Regions from separate parts of the Pan troglodytes genome. Here region 2 is linked to region 1. A link is a contact called in public Hi-C data. All regions are on one chromosome and are shown on one strand. The core of a region is the stretch at or near the end of the contact, and the rest is flanking DNA. Distances in the headings are between cores, read along the strand shown. Region 1 holds the start of ENC1 (ectodermal-neural cortex 1). Region 2 has its middle 98 kb from the start of ENC1.

Evidence for each region. A called contact is a pair of places that touch in the nucleus more often than the background predicts.
Region 2: a Hi-C map of stem cell-derived neural progenitor cells shows a contact between it and region 1, with 4 times the contacts expected there. The contact joins the enhancer-like site here to the promoter of ENC1 in region 1. A contact is called at or near these places in 2 of 7 Hi-C or Micro-C datasets (blood and stem cell-derived neural progenitor cells) and 1 of 1 datasets of contacts at active chromatin or transcription factors (stem cell-derived excitatory neurons).

What each region holds. Positions count from the first base shown.
Region 1 is chr4:41,410,582-41,416,867 of NHGRI_mPanTro3-v2.0_pri, reverse strand. ENC1 (ectodermal-neural cortex 1) reads right to left here and starts at 3,682. Exons shown (of 3, transcript XM_003310676.6): 1 at 3,228-3,682.
Region 2 is chr4:41,507,829-41,514,114 of NHGRI_mPanTro3-v2.0_pri, reverse strand. No RefSeq gene overlaps it. Among named protein-coding and RNA genes, the nearest start is that of ENC1, 98 kb to the right of the region's middle. Within about 2 kb of position 3,859, at least 6 of the 24 cell types and tissues checked have an H3K27ac peak or open chromatin away from gene starts, as enhancers often do. A contact at or near this core is called in stem cell-derived neural progenitor cells, where this site is marked.

The DNA of each region.
Region 1 (6,286 bases), core at 2,433-4,932:
TAAATGGGAAATGTAAGGCCAACTTCTGCAATGATCAGACCTTTATTTAAATGTTACAGATACTGTCTTTCATTTTATATATATTTTTGAGACCAAGTCTCGCTCTGTCACCCTGGCTTGAGTGCAGTGGTGCAATCACAGTTCACTGCAGCCTCGAACTCCTGGACTTAAGTGATCCTCCTGCCTTGGCCTTCCGAGTAGCTGGCACTAAAGGTGTGCACCATCAAACCCAGATAATTTTTTGTATTTTTTGTAGAGACTGGGTCTCAAACTCCTGGCCTCACCTGATCCTCCCACCTCGGCATCCCAACTTAAAGATTAATGTCTAACCAGACAGCTCTACCACTGAAGAGTCCTAAAAGCACCCCAATTTCAACATTAACCATATATTGATCAGCAAGCCTTTAGTCAAAGCACGGAATAAATTCTGGCCATAATCACCAACTACCTGTCTTGCTCGGGACAGCTTCCAATGTGAGGATTTGGCACATAAAAAGAAGAATATTTTGAGTAGCATACTTATGACTGCTGTTTTCTGTTCTTCCTGCTTTATATCAATTCTTGGAAAACCAGCTGCAAGAACAAAAGATCCACCCGTCTTTTGATTAAATAGTGCATCACTAGGACTGTTCCTGTTTACCTGCAAATGCTGACACCTGCATAGAAGGAGTTCAAAATGCAAACACTGCTTTATTTAAATCAAAAAATACGTGTGTGTGTGTGTGTGTGTATTTTGCCAGCTGTTGTTAATTTAGGGCCACCCCAGAATGTATTTGCTGACTACAGTGCTTTCCTTGGTATCTACATTGAAATTATAGTAGAATCCAATGCTATCTTTTGGGTTTCTTCAGTAAGAAAACAGTAGGGTAGAGACATAGGAAATGCTTGTCACCCATCTTCAAAAACTGAATCACATGCCTTCATCCTTTTCTTTTACACCACCCCTCTGTTACTTCAAAGGAATGAAGTCCTCAAAAACCTGCCTGTCCAAGGATTCCTAAGGAAGCTGTTTATCCCCAGAGGGTAAACTGTGTGGCTGGTTGCAGTATCTGTTCCAGACACATAACAGCCAGTCCCGAAAGCACCGCTGAAACTCTGTTTCCTTTAACCATTCAGATATTTTTAAATATATATTCTAAGAATTATTAATAAATGCAAATGAATGATTTGCCACAGATTCATGGGCTAAAATACTAATCTGCACCTCCCCAACCAGATGTGAGCCCCACTGTAAGACTGCACAGAAAACCACAAAGGCAGGGGCATGACACATATATCTCATACCATTAGGTGATGCAACTAGTTTTCTTTCCTTTTTGGAATGTAATTTTTTATGATGAGTAAACATGGCTCAGTGGAAGAAAGGAAGCAACAAAGTCCTAGAGCTCCAGTGTTAGGAAGACTTTACAAAGCACCCAGCAATTTCCACAGTGACTTGAGATATAAAAAATGGTGAGGAGCCAGCCTCACTCCCACCTCAAGCTAAGCATCTACTGTCTACTCCATTCTAACCAATGCCCAGTGTTTTGGAGAATGACCATATGAACCTATGGGAATGCATCAGGTTTCCAAAGGGTTAAAACATTCATTAGCATTCTCAATGCTCCACCACTGTAGTTGTTATTTTAATTAGTACATTCAATCTGGAGTATTTGGAGGAAGACTTTAAACCTAAACCTCAATAGACTGTCTACTTACTCTTGTGAAGCTGCCGCCTCTCTCAGAGCAAATGCTGCCCTGAGTGAAGGAAGAATGAGGCTCCCTGAAACTAGGTGCACAGGCACCAAAATGCTTACACATTGAGCTGGAATCATGCTAGGCCCAGAACACATTTCCTTGAACATTAAATTCAGGATGGTGCAAAACAACATTCACAACCAGACTTACACCTAAGAAAACAATTTGTTTAGAAGACCTTAGGATATAGGATCTACATCTCTCTGCATCCTGTGTTTATGCTCCTGTATGTTCCAGGTTGGCCCAATAAGCCAGAAGGAAGAGCCTAGCCTGTCATCTTGGATACCATCCAGATGGAAAAGCACGTCACAGTCAAAATCACAATCAACATTCTTGCAACAATGTTTGATTAAAATAAAAAGTAAACTTGGAAACCCAAGAGGAAATACTTGCTTTCTGGTTTAAAACTGTGCAAACCTCAAAATATCAGCAAAAACCATGTATACAAGTCACTGAACACACCTTCAACATAAAATGAATCATCTTTCGAGCATTTTTAAGCCCCCAGAGAAATCACATTTGCATACCAAGTAAGTGGCCAAGAAAATGCACACATGTACTTAACCTACGTCTGCAAAGAAGACAGAGAAAGGGCTGCTACTACTGTGAACATCAAAAGGGCTTCAGTTACAGTAACTTCAGTTCACTTCATGCTCCTAATTCAGGCTCTCTGCCTCCAATGCTTAGCGTCCCGCACCCTTCTCCAGGTTTTGAACCTGATCTCAATCCAATCAAAAGAGAAACTAGGCAGACTTTTTTCTGGGCATTTACATTACCGGTAACAATAGAACATTATAAAGATCTTAACAAAAGTAGCTTCTTGCCAGAGTCTTTTTATTAACACTTGCAACGCTATTTAACAAGCTGGCCATGCCTGTGTGAAACCAAACCGCATGTGAATAAATTCAGTGTTTCATCTCCCCGCCCACCAATTCCTATCCTTTGTAACTAATAATGTTAACACGACAGATCAAGAAACTAGTTTTTCAGAAAGCAGTTTTCATTCATTCTCTATAGACATTTCCGCCGCAGTGAACATGCCCGCACTCAGGTGTCTGTGCATGGCCCCAACTTTCCTCCAAGCCGGGGAGGATGCAACGTGGGCCAACGATCCCGCGCGCTCGGCCCTGGAGGCTGCGGGGAGCGACGCAGCGCGACATTCACCCCCAGGAAAGCGCTGCTTTCCGCAGAGGAGAGAGGCTGACTGTATCCTTAGCTCGGCTCCTCGCTTCCCCAGCGGCTCGCCCCGGACATCGCACCGCGGAGGGGAGGCCGGTCGACCTCTCCGGCGATGCCCGGCTTCTGCCTGCTGTGGGAGGGCAGCGGCGGGCACCGTGATCTCCGCACCGAGAAGAGCTCCCCTTGCCCTCTAGTCGAAGCTCCCGAGTGCCCGGAGCACGCTCACCCCTCGCGAACACACCCCTGCAGCCGAAGCAGCCCCTGAAGCCCGCAGCGCCTGCAACAGGTCCGGGGCAGTGGGGGAAACTTACAGCAGTGGCGACTGGCCGCAACGCACAACTGAGTTCTAGCGACGGTCACGGGCAAGGAGGCGACGAACCGGTCGTCTCAGCCCAGGGAAGCGGTGGCGAATGCCCCGGAGAAAGGAGGGCCAGCCGGGGAGAGGACTGCGCCCCGAACGATGGCTCGCGGACCGGCTACCGCTGGCGTTCGCCTCCGTCTCTCGTCCCCACGCCGCGGACCCGGTGTCCAGGACCCGCAGAGCGTCTCCCGGAGCGCGTCACGGTAGGGCAGAGCAAGCCTGCCACTGCAGGCGCCGCGGAAGGAGGCGGGCTGTGCGCTCGGGGGAGGGAGCTAGAAAGCGCCTTGTGCGCCGGCGGCCGCCAGGCGTCTGGACCGGGTCTCCGCAGCGCCACCGCCGCACCGCCTCCTCTCCGGCTGCCAGAGCAGTCTGCGCCCCGCCGCCTTGCGCCCCGCTATAAGTGGCGCGGCGGGGAGGGGAGGGGGCGCGTATGCAAAGAGACCGACACCGGGGGAGGGAGGAAGCGCATTAGCGCGGCCCGTGGTGTAGGAGGAGGAAGAGGAGGAGAAGGAGTGGGAGGAGGAGAGGAGCTAGAGAAGAGCGTGTCGGGGGAGTTAATCGGGAGAGGAAGCGGGAGAGGGGGGCTGCGGGGAGTGCAGAGAGACAAAGCGGACGCACTGTCTCAGCCGCTGGCAGCTGCAACCCCGGGAACCGAGAATAAAATAAGTTTTCCCGGGTTCGAGTGTCTGCGCCTCTTTGGGCCAGCCTGGTTAATGGACAGCCCCGGATCTGAGGGACCCACCTTAGGGGAGCGCAGCCCGGGGCTGTGCGCTTGGTGATGCCAGAGCCCGCGAGATGCTCTAAAAAGGGCTGCAAGGGGCGAGCTGGGTATCCGCAGGACAGGCCCTGGGCACGCATAGACAGCGCCTTGGGTAGGACACCCAGAGTGGGGAGAGATAGTGGCAATGGACGGGCAAAAGTCTGGACAGTTTAGGGACACTCGGGTTGGGCAAGCCAGGACGTTTAAGTTTCTTGCTGGCAGAGAGCCAAAGAGACTCCAGCCCCAGGCATTTCCTATGTGTCCTCCCTCCCCACTCCCCAGTGGGTGCGGCACCCCTGGCTGGACTCTGCCCTAAGCCAGGCGACTGCAGGGGCAGCCGGGGCGCAGTCCTGCGGGGCGCGCACCACGTGCTTTTCAGCCAATCGCCGCGGCCGCTTGATTCAAAGTGAACTCCTCAAAGCAGCAGCCACGCCGCCTCCTCTCCTAGCGATTAAGCCTCCATCACCCTCTCCTGTTTTTTATCGCTCGGTGGTGTTAGTTTGGAGTTCAGTAAAGAAATGGCCCAGCACACACACACGTTTAATAGTCCCGCGTGTCAGGAGAAAGGAAGGCGATTCGAAAAATAATCTCGCGTGGTGATCACTTTTACGAATCCCATTTATCTTTGCAACTAGAGGCTTGTCTTTCCGCTGGGAGTTAAAATATCTGTCTTTTATTCGGTATTTGGAGCTAAGTCTATAAATGAACGGGATAGATGACCGGTCCAGCCCCCTTGTTTTACAGGTGGGGAACCGAGGCCCAGGGAGATGTGAATTGCCTGGCTCGTAGTCACTTAGCAACAATGTCCCAGCTCTGCAGCTCGAGAGTGAGGGACCCACGACAGAGTTTATTCCGTCCCCGGGTCCCCGCGTCCCCAAGCGCCCGCACTTCGCCTCCCAGATTGCTTTAAAACACTAGGCGCAGGAGCCGTTTAAACTGGCTAAGGAGGCCCCACATGGCGCTTCCAGAGTCCAGACTGCTGAAACCAAGACTGTCAGTTCTTCATTCTAATTTCATTTTCCTTTATCCTTGTTCCTTCCTGGTATTTGCGCCGAGAAATTTCGCTCCTTGCAAACAAAGAAAGACAGTGCCCTCTGAAGTCCTTTGTTAGCATTAACTCGGCAGGCAGCCTCACCACGAACCTTTCAATATATATATTTTTTTTTAATGCAGAGTCTCGGCTTGAGGCTGATTCACAGAGACAGCCCGGATCAATTCATGTCAAGAACCACGTATGGAGAGCCAGGGGGGCTGCGAGGTTAGGAGAGGGCTGGCAAGCAGCACCCAGGTTCTGAAGCAAAGACCAGACAGATGGAAACTCTGTAGACTCCAGAGATAGGTGCTGAAAAGATGGGAGGCGGAAATGTGTAACTATTGCACATATGTCTTTTTAAAACATGTTTCTGTAGCCTGTGGCAAGGTGTGGGGGAGCTCATCAAGGCAGCCACCAACGCACCTTTTAGACACCTCCTAGACCCACTCTGTCTGCTTCCTTTGTGAGTCAAATCTACCTAAAACGGCACCTAGATGACCTTGCCTAGAAATGGACTATGTACATAGCTCAGCTGGTTGGTTGGGGATTTTGCCACAGGAAGCGACAGAACTAGGGACAGGTATGTATCTTTACCACCTAGAAACTGCGGGATGTCCTTAACCAAGGGAACAGCAAAGTTCAGATCCCTTTGCAAAGAACTTTGCTAAGCAGGCAGGGCTGAGAAAGGAAAGAAATCCTCTGGCCATTGTGTCACCATCCGCTGGTGCCACTTTCCTGTATCTTTTCTACCTAATGTTGCCACTTTCTATGCTTCAATAGAAGAAAGGGAAAAAAAGCTGTAGACTGGAAAATCTTGAAATGCATTCAGTGACCGTATACATTCGCTTCATCTGCCTCGGGGAGATAAGCAATACAAGAGAAAAGAAGGACTTAGCTTATGTAAGTCCTAAAAACTGGAAAACATTTTCCTGCTGAAAGTCACAAGAACTAAACTTGCAAGTTTGGAAATCATGTGTGCTACTGATGACCTCCTACAAACTGTACTCTGGTTTGCTTGAGCCAATCTATGACTAGTTTTCGGGCAGTTGGGCAGTTTTTAATGTTTATCTCAGCTGAAAATGATTTGCAAGTTAGCAAATTTATGATCATAGCAATTCAAACTGTGTAATCCCACAGCATCTCTCAGCCAATCCTAAAGGTAACTCTTATCACCCCACTCACACAAAGAAAAGCTGAGCAAGTCTCCATTGTGTAC
Region 2 (6,286 bases), core at 2,610-5,109, 97 kb before region 1:
AAGAGGCCCTTCCCACCACTCACCTGTCCTTTCTCTACAAGAGCAGCCTATCTGTTTCATTCATGAAATATACCACCATTTGTAATGTTTCTTTCTTTTTTTCTTTTTTTTTTTTTTTTTTTTTTTGAGATAGAGTCTTGCTCTATTGCCCAGGTTGGAGTGCAATGCCACGATCTCGGCTCACTGCAACCTCTGCCTCCCAGGTTCAAGCGATTCTCCTGAGTAGCTGAGTAGCTGGAATTACAGGTGCCCGCCACAACGCCCAGCTAATTTTTATATTTTTAGCAGAGACAGGGTTTCCTCGTGTTGGCCAGGCTGGTCTTGAAGTCCTGACCTCAGGTAATCCTCCCACCTTGACCTTCCAAAGTACTGGGGTTACAGGCATGAGCCACAGTGCCTGGCTATAATGTTTATTTTCTTATCAGCAATCTTCCAGAACACACTGTAAGCTCTTTAAGGACAGAGGTTCTTTCTGTCACAATGCCCAGAATATAGCAGATGTGAAAAAATTGTTGCATGAATAAATTAGCAAATAAATAAGCAGTAGCACTATTACTTCAGGAAAGTCCTCATAGCGCTCTAGACCATGGTCGCCACACCCGTCAAATAAAAGAACTTACAAGGATCCAGGCTGAATATTCTATGATTCTAGGACTTGGTAAAATCAGCACTAGTGCTTCACCAGAAAATGTGGAGCAACCCTGACTTCAAGGCAGTTTTCCTAGTAGAAAGACATAATAGGTAATGGATGGAAGGATGTTCGGCATTCTTATCCCACTTTATAAAAAATGAAGACACCTAAATACATTTTGTGTCTGTCAAGAAGCCAGGAAACTAAAAAGAGGCTCCTCCACACGTGCAAGTAGATTGATTCAACCTGTGTCAGCAGCCAGGGGCCCTGGAGTCAGCCCCTCCACTGGAGGACACTAGCAAGAAGATATTTGCAAACTACTTTTTCTGATGGAGTCAAGAAAACCTCTGGTCTAACCCATGAGCTTGCATTAGTGCCTCAGCTCAGCCTAACTCCAGCACCATCTTATAGATCCTGAAAGTGGGTGGTCTGGAGCTCCGCTTCTAAACTTCCTCAGATTCAAGCAAATTCCACATTCATTTGAAAGACAGAGGCCAGAGGGATTGGCTGGATCAGGGAGGTTGGTAAATACAGTGCCTTTTTTTTTTTTCTTTTATCAACAGGAAATACAAGCTCCAGTTCTGGATGAAAGGGAAAAAAAAAAATCATTGAAAGTAATTTATATCTGAAGCTGTTTAGTAGTGTCATCCTAATTTACAACAGAACCAGTTCCAAATTAAAAAAAAAAAAAAAAGTCTTTTTCTGTTTCCTGTTAGCAAAGAACATGGGGTTATTTTTAAAAAAAAAAATCCACTGGATTTTCCCAAGTGTTGATAAGGTCTGGAATCCTGCAGATCTCATGAGAAGAATTCAAAACTCCTAATTAAAAGCTTTGTTCTCACAGTCAAATCTTGAAACTGTGCCGTTTGGCTTAACTTCTCTATGGTTAATTCATTTTGATCTTCTTCCAAAAGATAAATTGACAGTGTGGGATGAACCATTATCAGAAGCTTATTAATTATTATTATTTCTGGTTTTGAAAGGAGAAGAATTTTGCTGTAACATACCTCACCTCATACGGAACCCAGGGCTATGAGTGAATACATGTTGAATGGAATCTTTCCTGGATTAGTGACAATTGTTCATCTCTAGGGCTAGCCAGGTAGGGAGAAATTGTTTATTAAATAGATTACACAATCTATTGGGCTCAGGTTGAATATAGTGACAGGAAACTGAAAATAGTCCTGACATTGGATGACTTGGTGTTTTTCGTAATTTTAAACAGATAATTCAGATGCTGGTGTTTTGGAAGGCTGCCCAAGATCTGCTCTCCATATAAGCAAACTATAAAATGCAAACTAGGGCTATGACAGCCACCTACCTCTTTCCCTGAGGCAGACTTCATACTTCCTGAACCAAAATACTTGTCTGACCACAATACTGAATATTTGGAATTGGGACTGTCCCAGAAATCTGGGACATATATGGTAAGGACCTGAAGCCTGTAGTCAAATTGGAGTTTTCTTAGATACTTGGTTAAAATTTAAATATTTTCAAGTCCAGTCCATTTATAACTTAGTGTACTAAGTTGTACTCAAAAAAGATGTACAAAAAAAATGATGTACTCAAAATGTACACATTAATGCAGTGGTGGAGTTAGCTAGGTAACCTCCTTTTGTTAGCAAAAATGAGAGTCTTACTTCTGAGATCCTCAGAGACCATTTGGAAATTTCTGGAAGGGAAATGGCATGGATGCCCTTTCTGCTACCAAGACTGTCAGTAGTTACACAAAATTATATTATTAAAAGTCCCCAGATGGGAAGTGGCTCATGCCTGCAATCGTAACACTTTGGGAGGCTGCGGTGGGAGAATCATTTGAGTCCAGGAATTCAAGACGAGCCTGGGCAACATAGGGAGACCTCATCTCCACAAAATATTTAAAAATTAGCCAAGCGTGGTGGTGCACACCTGTGGTCCTAGCTACTCAGGAGGCTGAGATGGGAGGATTGCTTGAGATGGGAGGTTGAGGCTGCAGTAAGTTGTGACTGTACTGGGGCACTTCAGCCTGGGTGACAAAGCAAGACCCTGTGTCAAAAAAAAAAGTTCCCTTTTCCCTATTAAACAGTACATCTGTGTTTGGAAAGCTTTGGGTAGAGGACCCAGGTAGGAAGGCCATCCTTGTGCCCAGGTGGCAGCAGCCATTGAGGGTCTGAGGGAAGTCCAAACCGAAGTTTAGCCCAGGACCATTCTCCTCAGAGACTGGAAGGTCTCTCCATCTTAGGACTGAGGCTACCTGAAACAAGGAGGAAAGGTGATGCTGAATGGAATCCGTGTTAATCAAGAGAAGGGCCTTTCCTGTGGTTTATGCCTCTCTTCATTACTCACCAGCAGGCTCTGCTGGCGCCTGAAGCCTCTTCCAGTGTTGACATCCTTTTTGGCCATTTCTAGCAGTGTCTTTACAGAAAACAGGGTGGGGGAAGACATAAGAGGCAAAACTCAAATAGCCTAGTTTTCCCAACCTTTACAACTAAAATATTTTTCTGAACAAAAAATGGGAAAGTCGTGGCAAATAATCATGCCTGATAGTTCTGTTCCCTTTGCCCATGCGTGACTGAAACTGAGCCAGAAGGATTGAATTTTCTTACTCTATTTTACATTTTTATATATTTTTTAAAATCATATTTTGAAGGCACACAGGAGCTTTTTTTTAACCCAAGAGTGGCACCATGTTATAGATATTCTCCAGTGACCCAACTCCCATCCCCTCGCTTTTCTATAAAAGGAGCCTGGAGTTATAAGAAAGACAGGGCAGCCCTCCAAACCAGGACGTCATGGAGAGGTCAGCCCACCCAAAGAAGATGCAGCACATGCAGGGTGTGGAGAGGGAAGTTCACGGGTGACGGGAGACACTGCCCTACGCCGCTAAATCCCTGCAGCCTCCTCCCCCTCATCCCTGTAAAAGTGAGTCAGAAGAGCTCACTTGTCAGACTCCTCCCAGCCCAGAGTTGAAACAAGCTTTCCCCTACTCCGTGCTCCACAAGCCACAATGCTCCACGCCTCCTCAAATTCATCCATGAAGCTCTGTGGGGCCTCCAGGCAGGCACATTCCAAAAAAGACCTGAATATTTTATTGACAGTGGAACCCTAATTAGGTGGTATCTATAGTCGCCGATTTCTCTAGCACTTGAAGGCAGAAGTCAGCGTTTTTGTCCCCTTCTAATTTGCCCTCTCTACCCCTCACACCCCAAACCCAGGGCTGCTGGCACCCCTGCTGAGAAGAATAGATGGGGAAGAAATATTTCCGGGATTAGTCTCATAAATCTTTCACTGGCTTCCCTGGAAATTCTCTACCCTTGAGCAACGGGGGTGTGGGGTGAGGGGGGAGTCAGATCACTCCTGACTCATTAGCGTGTTTCCACGATGTGCCAGCTGGATCATCTAAAAATTATTCAACTGCCCAGGAGGAAAGCCTTTTTGCCAAACTACAGGCTTATTCGAAGAACTTAATGCAATCCTCAGCCCTGGCATCCAACCGCAAAGCCCAGCAAGCTCTTCAGAGAGCCATTTCCTGACCCCAGAGGCAGTCAGTGACCCCCTGGAGTGGATTTTTACATAGAGGTACTGTCCTTACCTGCAAAGCTTTCTAAAGAAGGGATTTGGGAAAGATAATCTATTGTGTTGTTGGCTTTGTGCATGTCTGAAAGAAGAGAAGTCATAAAATCTTCGTGTTCTTGATGGAGTGAGTTCCAGGAAATATTACCTTTCCCTTATCAGGTCCCCATGAATTGAATCAGGCTGATAACATAGCCTTCAGGTTTCCACGTGTGCATTCACCACCTACATTTGCAAAAACTCTTCCTTTTTCTGTTTTGTCCTCTCTCATATCTAAAAGATTTTATCAGCACTTTCTTGCTGTATCTGTGTCTGTTTTCAGTCCCTTGTTAGTGTTCTACGTGGTATGTCCAATTTTATTAATAGCAGGAGGCCGGGTGTGGTGGCTCATGCCTGTAATCCCAGCACTTTGGGAGGCCGAGGCAGGTGGATCACTTGAGGCCAAGAGTTCAAGACCAGCCTGGCCAACATGGTGAAACCCTGTCTCTACTAAAAATACAAAAAATTACCTGGGTGTGATGGCACATGCCTGTAGTCCCAGCTACTCGGGAGGTGAAGGTTGCAGTGAGCTGAGATCGCACAACTGTGCTCCAGTCTGGGTGACAGAGCAAGACTCTGTCTCAAATAATAATAATAATAATAATAATGATAATAATAACAGCAGAAGTTACCATTTATTGAATGCTGACTGTGTCAGCCACTGTGACCCTACATACATTTGTTCATTGATAACTGACAACACTGCAAAGTAGATCTTTAAAAGCCTATGATCCAAATGAGGAAACCGAGGTTTAGAAATATAGCTAGAAAATACTAGTCAGGACTCAGAGCCCGCGCTGTCTGACTCCCAAGCATTTTCTCTCAGCCACTTCACTGAAACACAGAGAGCCCGGGAGATGTGCATTGCTTTTGGTTAACACCCATATCCAGGCACATGCTGCAGAGCCTGAACGATGTCCTCACTGTCACCTCCCCAACCCTCTGAAGATGGTGATGGAAATGAGTGCGCCATGAGAATTTCTGCAGAAAGATTCTAAAGTGTTGTCAGAAATCTTGAGGCCAGGAGCATATCTAGCTCCCTAACCCACAGCAGGGTGTTAAATAGGTTCCTGATGACATGCTTTTGATAAAGAAAGAGAGTTCCTCAGGCAATGGAGACTGGAGATCAGTGAGGGGAGGGGTATTAGAGGAGCCCCGCAGGGAACAGAACCTGGGGTGCCATCGCAGGCAAGAAGACAAGTCAGAAAGCATAGACCCAGCACAATTATGAACAGAAAAGGCCATTGTTTGGAAGTCTGAGGTTTTGGAGAGGGTCAAAATTGTAACAGAAGTCCCTCTGCAGTGAATTTTGGACTCCAAAGCTCTTTAGGATTCTCTCTTCCCCAATACTAATTCTCGCAACATGGGCTGAAAAACTGCTAGAGTCTAATGAAGTCTGACTTCAAAAAAATTGTTGGAGCTAATTAGAAAATGCTTAGTTTTGACATCTTCAGTCATCTTTAGTCCTTAGTTTTCCCGCTGATCAAATATATCCATTCATTCCAATCTAATGAAGGCCTGCTGTACATAGGGCTTTCCCTAGCACTATGAGAGATGCAAAATATATTGGACACGATCCCTAACCCTGAGTTGCTTGCTCTCTAGGTTGCAAAGCGAGAAATGTGCACATAAAAAAGGTGAATAAAAATATTTCAGACACCAAGCCGGGCACGGTGGCTCACGCCTGTAATCCCAGCACTTTGGGAGGCCGAGGCGGGCGGAACACAAGGTCAGAAGATTGAAACCATCCTAGCTAACACGGTGAAACCCTATCTCTACTAAAAATACAAAAAATTAGCCGGGCGTGGTGGCGGGCACCTGTAGTCCCAGCTACTCAGGAGGCTGAGGCAGGAGAATGGAGTGAACCCAGGAGGCGGAGCTTGCAGTGAGCCGAGATCGTGCCACTGCACTCCAGCCTGGGCGACAGAGCGAGACTCCTTCTCAAAAAAAAAAAAAAAAAAAAAAAGTATATATATATTTCAGACACTATCCCCACTTAGAGGCCTAGTAGACACCTTGAACTTTAACATGTCCAAAACAGACCCTGGTTTTCCCAGGATCTCG